Linked DNA regions of Mus musculus: region 2 is linked to region 1. The links are chromatin contacts, called in public promoter capture Hi-C maps. All regions are on one chromosome and are shown on one strand. The core of a region is the stretch at or near the end of the contact, and the rest is flanking DNA. Distances in the headings are between cores, read along the strand shown.

What was found. Capture Hi-C pulls out chosen DNA fragments and counts their contacts.
Region 2: a promoter capture Hi-C map of adipose tissue shows a contact between it and region 1. The contact joins two enhancer-like sites. A contact is called at or near these places in 3 of 15 datasets of contacts at CTCF or cohesin (CD8 T cells, the NIH/3T3 cell line and large pre-B cells), 8 of 484 Hi-C or Micro-C datasets (the C2C12 cell line, CD4 T cells, embryonic stem cells and 3 more), 3 of 115 datasets of contacts at active chromatin or transcription factors (CD8 T cells, the NIH/3T3 cell line and embryonic stem cells) and 4 of 9 other capture datasets (adipose tissue, embryonic stem cells, liver and 1 more).

What each region holds. Positions count from the first base shown.
Region 1 is chr1:182,437,917-182,441,459 of GRCm38.p6, forward strand. Trp53bp2 (transformation related protein 53 binding protein 2) reads left to right here. Exons shown (of 18, transcript NM_173378.2): 6 at 2,921-3,095. Among named protein-coding and RNA genes, the nearest start is that of Trp53bp2, 31 kb to the left of the region's middle. Within about 2 kb of position 2,180, at least 33 of the 459 cell types and tissues checked have an H3K27ac peak or open chromatin away from gene starts, as enhancers often do. A contact at or near this core is called in adipose tissue, where this site is marked.
Region 2 is chr1:182,526,414-182,529,968 of GRCm38.p6, forward strand. No RefSeq gene overlaps it. Among named protein-coding and RNA genes, the nearest start is that of Capn2, 11 kb to the left of the region's middle. Within about 2 kb of position 2,013, at least 239 of the 459 cell types and tissues checked have an H3K27ac peak or open chromatin away from gene starts, as enhancers often do. A contact at or near this core is called in adipose tissue, where this site is marked.

The sequences.
Region 1 (3,543 bases), core at 930-3,429:
CTTGTTGTCCAAGTGTGAGGACCTGAGTTTAGATCTCAGAATCCATGATTCTGATGTCTGTGACCCCAACCTCCCTACGGTGAGACACCCCTGCCCTAACTATGCATGCTGGATAATGAGAAGAGAAAGAGAGATTGATTGATTGAAAACAAAAACAAAAAACCTTGCCAAGCTTGTTTTACTTTCAGGCTCTAGCTTGTCAGCCCTTAGTCTGTTCACTCAGAATCCTTAACGTAACCTGTCCTTTAGTGACTGGAGGCTCCAGGATGCTGGATAGTGACATGACGACTTGACAGGTAGCTGTTCTCAGCATGCACTGTGCTCTTGCATGTGACACTGTCTTATGTTCCTGTGCGTCCAGACTCACTCGTGTATGGTACCCCACACCACAGTTCCCATCCTGGGGTGCAGCACTTCTCTAGCTAGACCTAATAATCATCTTGGTCCAGTTTGGGATCTACTTAAGAATGAGTTTGTGAATCAAAGTTTGGAGTCTGAGGTTCTGCCTTTCTACATCTCAGGATAAGCTCGTGTGCCATCACAGTGAGCAGTGAGACACACATTCATATAAACAGCTGACTTGCAGAGTGAATCTCTAATCTCAAGATCTTCACTTTGAAATTTCATGTTTTTTACATGTTTTAGGCATATTCTGAGATGTTTACCTTAATAGTAGATACTGTAACTGATAGTTTAAAATTATAAAGTAATACAAGTATATTTTAAATTATATAATTATAGCTTTCTAAAGGTGTTACCTACCCCCTTGTCTCTTTACAGTTTCTGCTTATGGCATTTATAATATATAACATACTCCTCAAGGATCTATATTCTGTATTTAATCCTTTCCATAGCAACATGTAGTTGTTATTGCTAATTCCCATATTATAGATGTGGAAACAGATGTCTGTTCTTGGTGAAGTTATATAATATGTCCAAGGTCTCGCAGGAACTTAGTTCAGCTTGGGTTTGAATCTGAATTTGAATTCATATCCTTTCTTACATTGTCTCCCAGGTCAAATGGGTCCGTCCTTCCTTCCTTCCTTCCTTCCTTCCTTCCTTCCTTCCTTCCTTTCTCTCTTTCTCTCTCTTTCTCTCTCTTTCTCTCTCTTTCTCTCTCTTTCTCTCTCTTTCTCTCTCTTTCTTTCTCTTTCTCTCTCTTTCTTTTTCTTTCTCTCTGTTTCTCTTTCTCTCTCTCTCTCTCTCTTTCTCTCTTTCTTTTTCTTTTTTTTAAAGATTTATTTACTTATTATATGTAAGTACACTGTAGCTGTCTTCAGACACTCCAGCAGAGGGAGTCAGATCTCATTATGGATGGTTGTGAGTCACCATGTGGTTGCTGGGATTTGAGCTCAGGACCTTCAGAAGAGCAGTCAGTGTTCTTAAACACTGAGCCATCTCTCCAGCCCAGGCTCCTTCTTAAAATTAGCTTCTTTTTAAAAGTTATCATTTGCATATGTGTGCTTGTGCACACATCTCTACCACAGTAAAAGTGTGGAGATCAGAGGAAAACTCTTGTGAGTTGGCTCTCTTTCCACCAAGTGAGTTTCAGAGATTTAACTCAGTTCTCAGGCAAGTACTTTTACTTACAGGCCCCAAATTAGCTTCTTACAGGTGGTATCTGGGGTCAGAGAGGTAGCTCAGTTGGTGAAGTGCCTGCTGGGCAAGTAGAGGAGCTGAGTTTGGAGCCTCAGCATGGTGTAAAAGCTGGGTGCACGGGCAGCATCTGTGATGGAAGAACTGAGGGGAATGCTGATGGGGACAGGCGGAGCCCTACAGCACAGTGACCTTCTAGTCTGGCCAGGCAGGTTCAATGAGTAACTCATACTCTGTATGACCCCTTCCTCCCAAGGCTCAGGGGTCATGCAGAGGAGGGAACAGAACGATTTTAAGAGTTAGAAACAGTGACTACAAGGAAACAGTGTTTTCCAGATGTAACAGGGCATTTACATAGAGGAACTCATTGCAGTTATGACAACATGCATAAAACCTGTGCAGCCTCAAGGCAGACAGAATCCCAGGCTGGGGAAAGGAGTTGGGCATGCAGTCCCTAGCTGAGGAGCTGTTGTGAATTGACAGCTTCTGGGAGAGGCGAGTCAGTTTTCTTTAAGGGTATGACCCCTGGTAGGTTGGCCATCCTCCAGTGGAAGGCACACAGCCAGGAACACATGAGCAGCACAAATTGTACTTGATTTTTTAAAGTGGGAGAAGGCTCAGCAGTTGAAAGGTTATACTGCTCTTCCAGAGAGCCTGAGTTCTATTCCCACACTCGGGTCTGGTGGCTTATAACTGCCTATAATTCCAGCTTTAGGGGATCTGAATCCCCTAGTCCCTGTAGGCACTTATATTTATGTACACATACTCACACACATAATTAAAAATAAAACCCTCTTTTAAGAAAAAGGACACAAAGTTGGGTGGGTAGGGAAGGAGGTATGGCTCTGAGAGGAATTGGCCAAGGGTTGAATATGATCAAACTTCATCACACAAAGCTCAAAAAATTAATAGAAATGAGGGGGAGAGGTGATCAAGGGAGACACCCATTGTTGGCCTCTGGTCTTTGATGCTGGCATGCATGCACATATACACTGTATACACATGCACCAGCCTACACGGCTACCCATTTTACAAGCAGGTTTTTATAAAACTGCCTCCAGTTTTATAAAACTGCGTGCTTAGTGTGTAGGAACCACTGGGATTAAAAATCCTAATTCTTAGGTTTTCTCTCCACGAGGTTCTACGGTGGGCCAAGGAGTGTGTTTTGGATTCTAGGCAGGTGATTGTGGGAGAGCAGAACAGGGTTAGAGGAGCGCCAGAGCGCCAGTCTTGGCCTGCAAGGGCTGCCCGAGGTTGTATTGAAGATGGGAGTGTGACTGTTTAAAATGACAGCCCAGTAAGTGCTTCTTTTCTTTTTCTTTAGGAGCAACGCTTAAAGTTTTTAAAACAGCAAGATCAACGTCAACAGCAACAAGCTGCTGAACAGGAGAAACTTAAGAGGCTTAGAGAAATAGCTGAAAGTCAGGAAGCTAAGCTTAAGAAAGTGAGAGCGCTAAAGGGCCATGTGGAGCAAAAGAGGCTGAGCAACGGAAAACTCGGTGTGTAACTCGTGGAACGGCCACATTTGGAATTATTTTGGCATAAGAAATCAGAGCGACTCAGGGCGTTTATATGGATTTGTACTGAGAATAAGTGTTTGTTTTTAAAGAAAATTTGAAGAGAATGATTTGCTATAATTTTGATTGCAAGTTCCTCTTGGTTGAAGTTAGCATTGATTTTTTTTTTTTTGGTAAGATTTTAAAATTACATCTTTAAATTATATTTTTCTTAAATTCTTGATCAAGGATTTAATGAAGATATTTTTGTTTATATGGTACCTCTAGTTACTGTATTGCCATATTATTAAAAAGTAATGTTTTAGTGATTCAGTCACTATTTACCGGTACAAAATTGAAAGCAAAAGCTCTAAAGAAATTTGATTTCCAAAATTTAGAATTTAATGTTTACTGTATAATATTCACTATATAATTTCTTCGGGGTCTTCAA
Region 2 (3,555 bases), core at 763-3,262, 88 kb after region 1:
AGTTCTATTATGCTTAATTTCATGTACCGATTTGTGTCCTCTAGGCACACACACACACACACACACACACACACACACACACACAAAGGTAGAGGTTATGGTTGTCAACTTAATATACCTGGATTGAAGAACTGTTTCCATAAGAATGGGCGAGTCATGTTCTTGATTGTTAATTGATGTAGGAGGGCAGGCCCAGTGTACTGTGAGCACTTGCCACCCCTAGGCAAGTGGCCTAGGTTGTATGAGACAGGGAACAGAGAGCCAGAGGGAGCAAGCTAGTAAGCAGTGTTCCTCAGCTTCTGCTTCAAGTTCCTGCCTGGAGTTCCTATCTTGGCTTCCCTCTGTGATGGACTGTAACCTCTATACCAAACAGACCCTCACACATCCTAGGTTGCTGTGGGTTATGATTTGTATCCTAGCAACAGAGAGCAAACTGGAACAGAGGTGCAAGAGAGCTGGGCATGTGATTTACATCTGTAATCTCAACACTTGGGAGGTTGGGCAGGGGGCATTGCTTCAAGTGTGTGGCCAGCCTGAGCTATAGAGTAAGACACTGCTCAGAAAACTGAACAAGAAAAGATGCAGGAGGCTTTGGGGTACCAACTGTGAGGATACAGAGAACAGGAGGTAGGGAAGCCTTCTGAGCCCAAGGAAGCTCTTACAAGAACAAGGAAGAGAGAGAAAAATACCACAGGGCAAAGGACACAATGTAGCTCTGAGGAAACTCAGCCCGAGACTCCAGAACAATGAAGGCTTGGTGAAGATCTGCCTGGGCTGCAATGGCTGGTCCAGAACCTCTGTGTGCTGTCACTGATGGAGCAGCGTGGGGAGTCCATGCCTCCTTCTCAAAGGCTTAGCACATGTTCGTTCATTCATTAGTTCAGCTCGGGAGCCCAGGGAGCCGTGTTCTGCCATCATTGCCATTGGCGTCTAGAGATTCGTTTGCTTCCTTAGGACCATGCAGCCAGAGAATTGTGGCTCTGGATTGTGAAGGCGGGCTGCAGCTGGGAACTCTGACCCTGGATGTAGGACGTGGATTTACGTCAGTCCAAGGGAGAAGCTAACGCCCTGAACTCAATGTCAACGCACTGCGGACTGCAGGACTGGTGTCACTAGTCACTTCTGTGACTTCCAGACACTCTGCTCCTCTCCCTTCCCCTCCCAGCAGACCTCTTCTCTTCCTCTGTCCTGGATAGACTGCCTTAAGTAGCCCTCCCCCTCTTTCCCTGTGCTGTGTCTTCTCGTAGGACCTTTTGCCTTTTCTGTCTCAAAAGCCGCAGGTGTTTTTACTTGCCATCAGGGGTCACTTGTGAATTCATCTAGGATTTGGGATAAAATAACCAGGATGCTTCCGCTGGTAGAGACTTCCACCCTTCCTGTCCCCTCCTCCTGTTCTTTCTTTCTCCCTCTCCCTTTCTCCTTCCTTTTCCCTTTATACACCCAAGGAGGTACGGACTTGGGGTTGTCCGTTCACTAAAACATTAGCTTGGTCTCTGAGGCACGGCTAGAGGAGGTTCCGTGGTGCCCCTTCATCCTCCCGTAGGATCTGAAGTCCTGGGGAGTCGTTCCTTGCACCCAGCCCTTCTAGAGAGGGAGCCTGTGAGCAACAGCGCTGCTCATCCGGGGCTGTTTGAGGCTCTGCCCATCAGCACTTAGGAGAGAAGAGGGAAACCCTGCCTGGGGCCAAAAAAGGGCATAATCTGCGGGGAACCTCAGAGCTGAGCCTGGGGCTGAGTCACACTCAGTTATGTGTCTCCACAGCTGCTGACTCAGAGCACAGGTTCCTTAGTTTTCACAAGAGAGGTTCTGAGGGGGCTGGAGGCAGGACCTTCCCGCTCATCTAGTCCACTATCTGTGGATGGGCAGCTGAAGGCTGGTGGTCCAGCCCTTTTAGGAGGGCTTGGTGTCAGCTGGGGATGGGGCTATCAGGCTCCCCTGAGACAGTTCACTGGGCCTCTGCTCTTTGGGCTGTGCCCAGTCTGAATGGACTGAGGGTGTGGTTGAAGTCCAGCCCTGAGCAGGTTCTGCAGGGAGGCCTCGGCCTCCTGACTCACGACCAAAAGGGAGTGCCTAGAGCAGACTCGGCACTAATTAAAATGCAAATCACACCAGGAGGGGAGCTTTCTGATTTCCCTCCTGAGGTGTGAGCCCATAAACCGGAAGGAATTCTGTTCAATGTTTAATTATTTTTATTTATGTATGGGGAGGGCTGCAAGTCTCTCTCACAGGGACCAGAGGAGGACAGAGGGTGTCTCCTTGTACCACTTTCTGCCTTGTTCCTCTTTTGTTGAACCTGGAACTCCCTCGCTTTTGTCAGCTAGCCAGCCACGCCCCAAAACCTAGCGATTCCCCAGTCTCCACCCACCTCAGTGCAGCGGTTACCGGTGCGTGCAGGACCACTCCCAGGTTTTAGGTGGGCCTTGGAGTCCGAACTGCGGTCCTCAGCTTGTACAGTAATCCTGCGCCATAAGCACTTAACAACCCAGCCACCTCTTCAGCCCCATTAGCTCTTTTTAAATGTCCCCTGGTGCCACAAATATCTGCCGGACTGTCCACTAGTCTGTGGGTTCCTCTGCTCTCTCCTTTTTCTTTTTTTGGAATTAACTATTTATTATTATGCATTAGTTGTACAAAACAATTGATAACATTGAGACATTCTCACATATTTACATAAAGGACTTTGATAACAGTGTCCCACTCCACCTCCACCTCTGCTTCTCTTGTGTCTTTTCCTCCCTGCTCCCCCACTTCTTGTCCCTTATTTTTCAACCTGGGTTCCTCCTGCTTTCTATCATCATCATCATCATTATTCTGGTTCTGAGGCTGAGTATAGTGGCACTTGTCTGTAATCTTGGCACTCCAGAGGAGAAACAGATCAGAAAAAAATGTGTGTGTGTGTGTGTGTGTGTGTGTGTGTGTGTGTGTGAGAGAGAGAGAGAGAGAGAGAGAGAGAGAGAGAGAGAGAGAGAGAGTTCACTCTTTGTGGCTGGGTAATACTCCACGGTGTAAAGGTAGCACATTTTCTTTGTTCACTCATCCTCTGAGGGACTGCCTCCCAGGCTGCCTCCCGACCTGGCTGCTGTGATTGGTGCATCATAAGCAAAGGGTGCAGCTCTCTATTGTAAGCTGACTTATATCCCTGGGTTTGATGCAGATAGATCTTATAATCGTTCTTTTTTTTTTCTTTTTTTGAGGGACTGCAACACATATTCTCGTAATTTACATTCCTTCAGCAGCCTATCATATCTTCTCTTGATGATACTCATTCTAATCACAGTGAGATGAATTCTGTGTAAATACCCTGATGGTTTAGGGTGCCAATGTGTTTGCATGTTTATTGTCTATTTCACTTCATCTCTGGGGACTGTCTATTCATTTAATTTGTCCACTTAATAATTGAATTTTGTATTTGTGTGTGTGTGTGTGTTCCTTATAGATTCTGGATATGAGTTCTCTATCAGATGTATAGGTGACAACTCTCTCCCATCCTGTAGGCTCTCTTCACTAAGTTAATTGGTTCCTTTGCTGTCCAGAAACCTTTTAAGTCGATTCAAC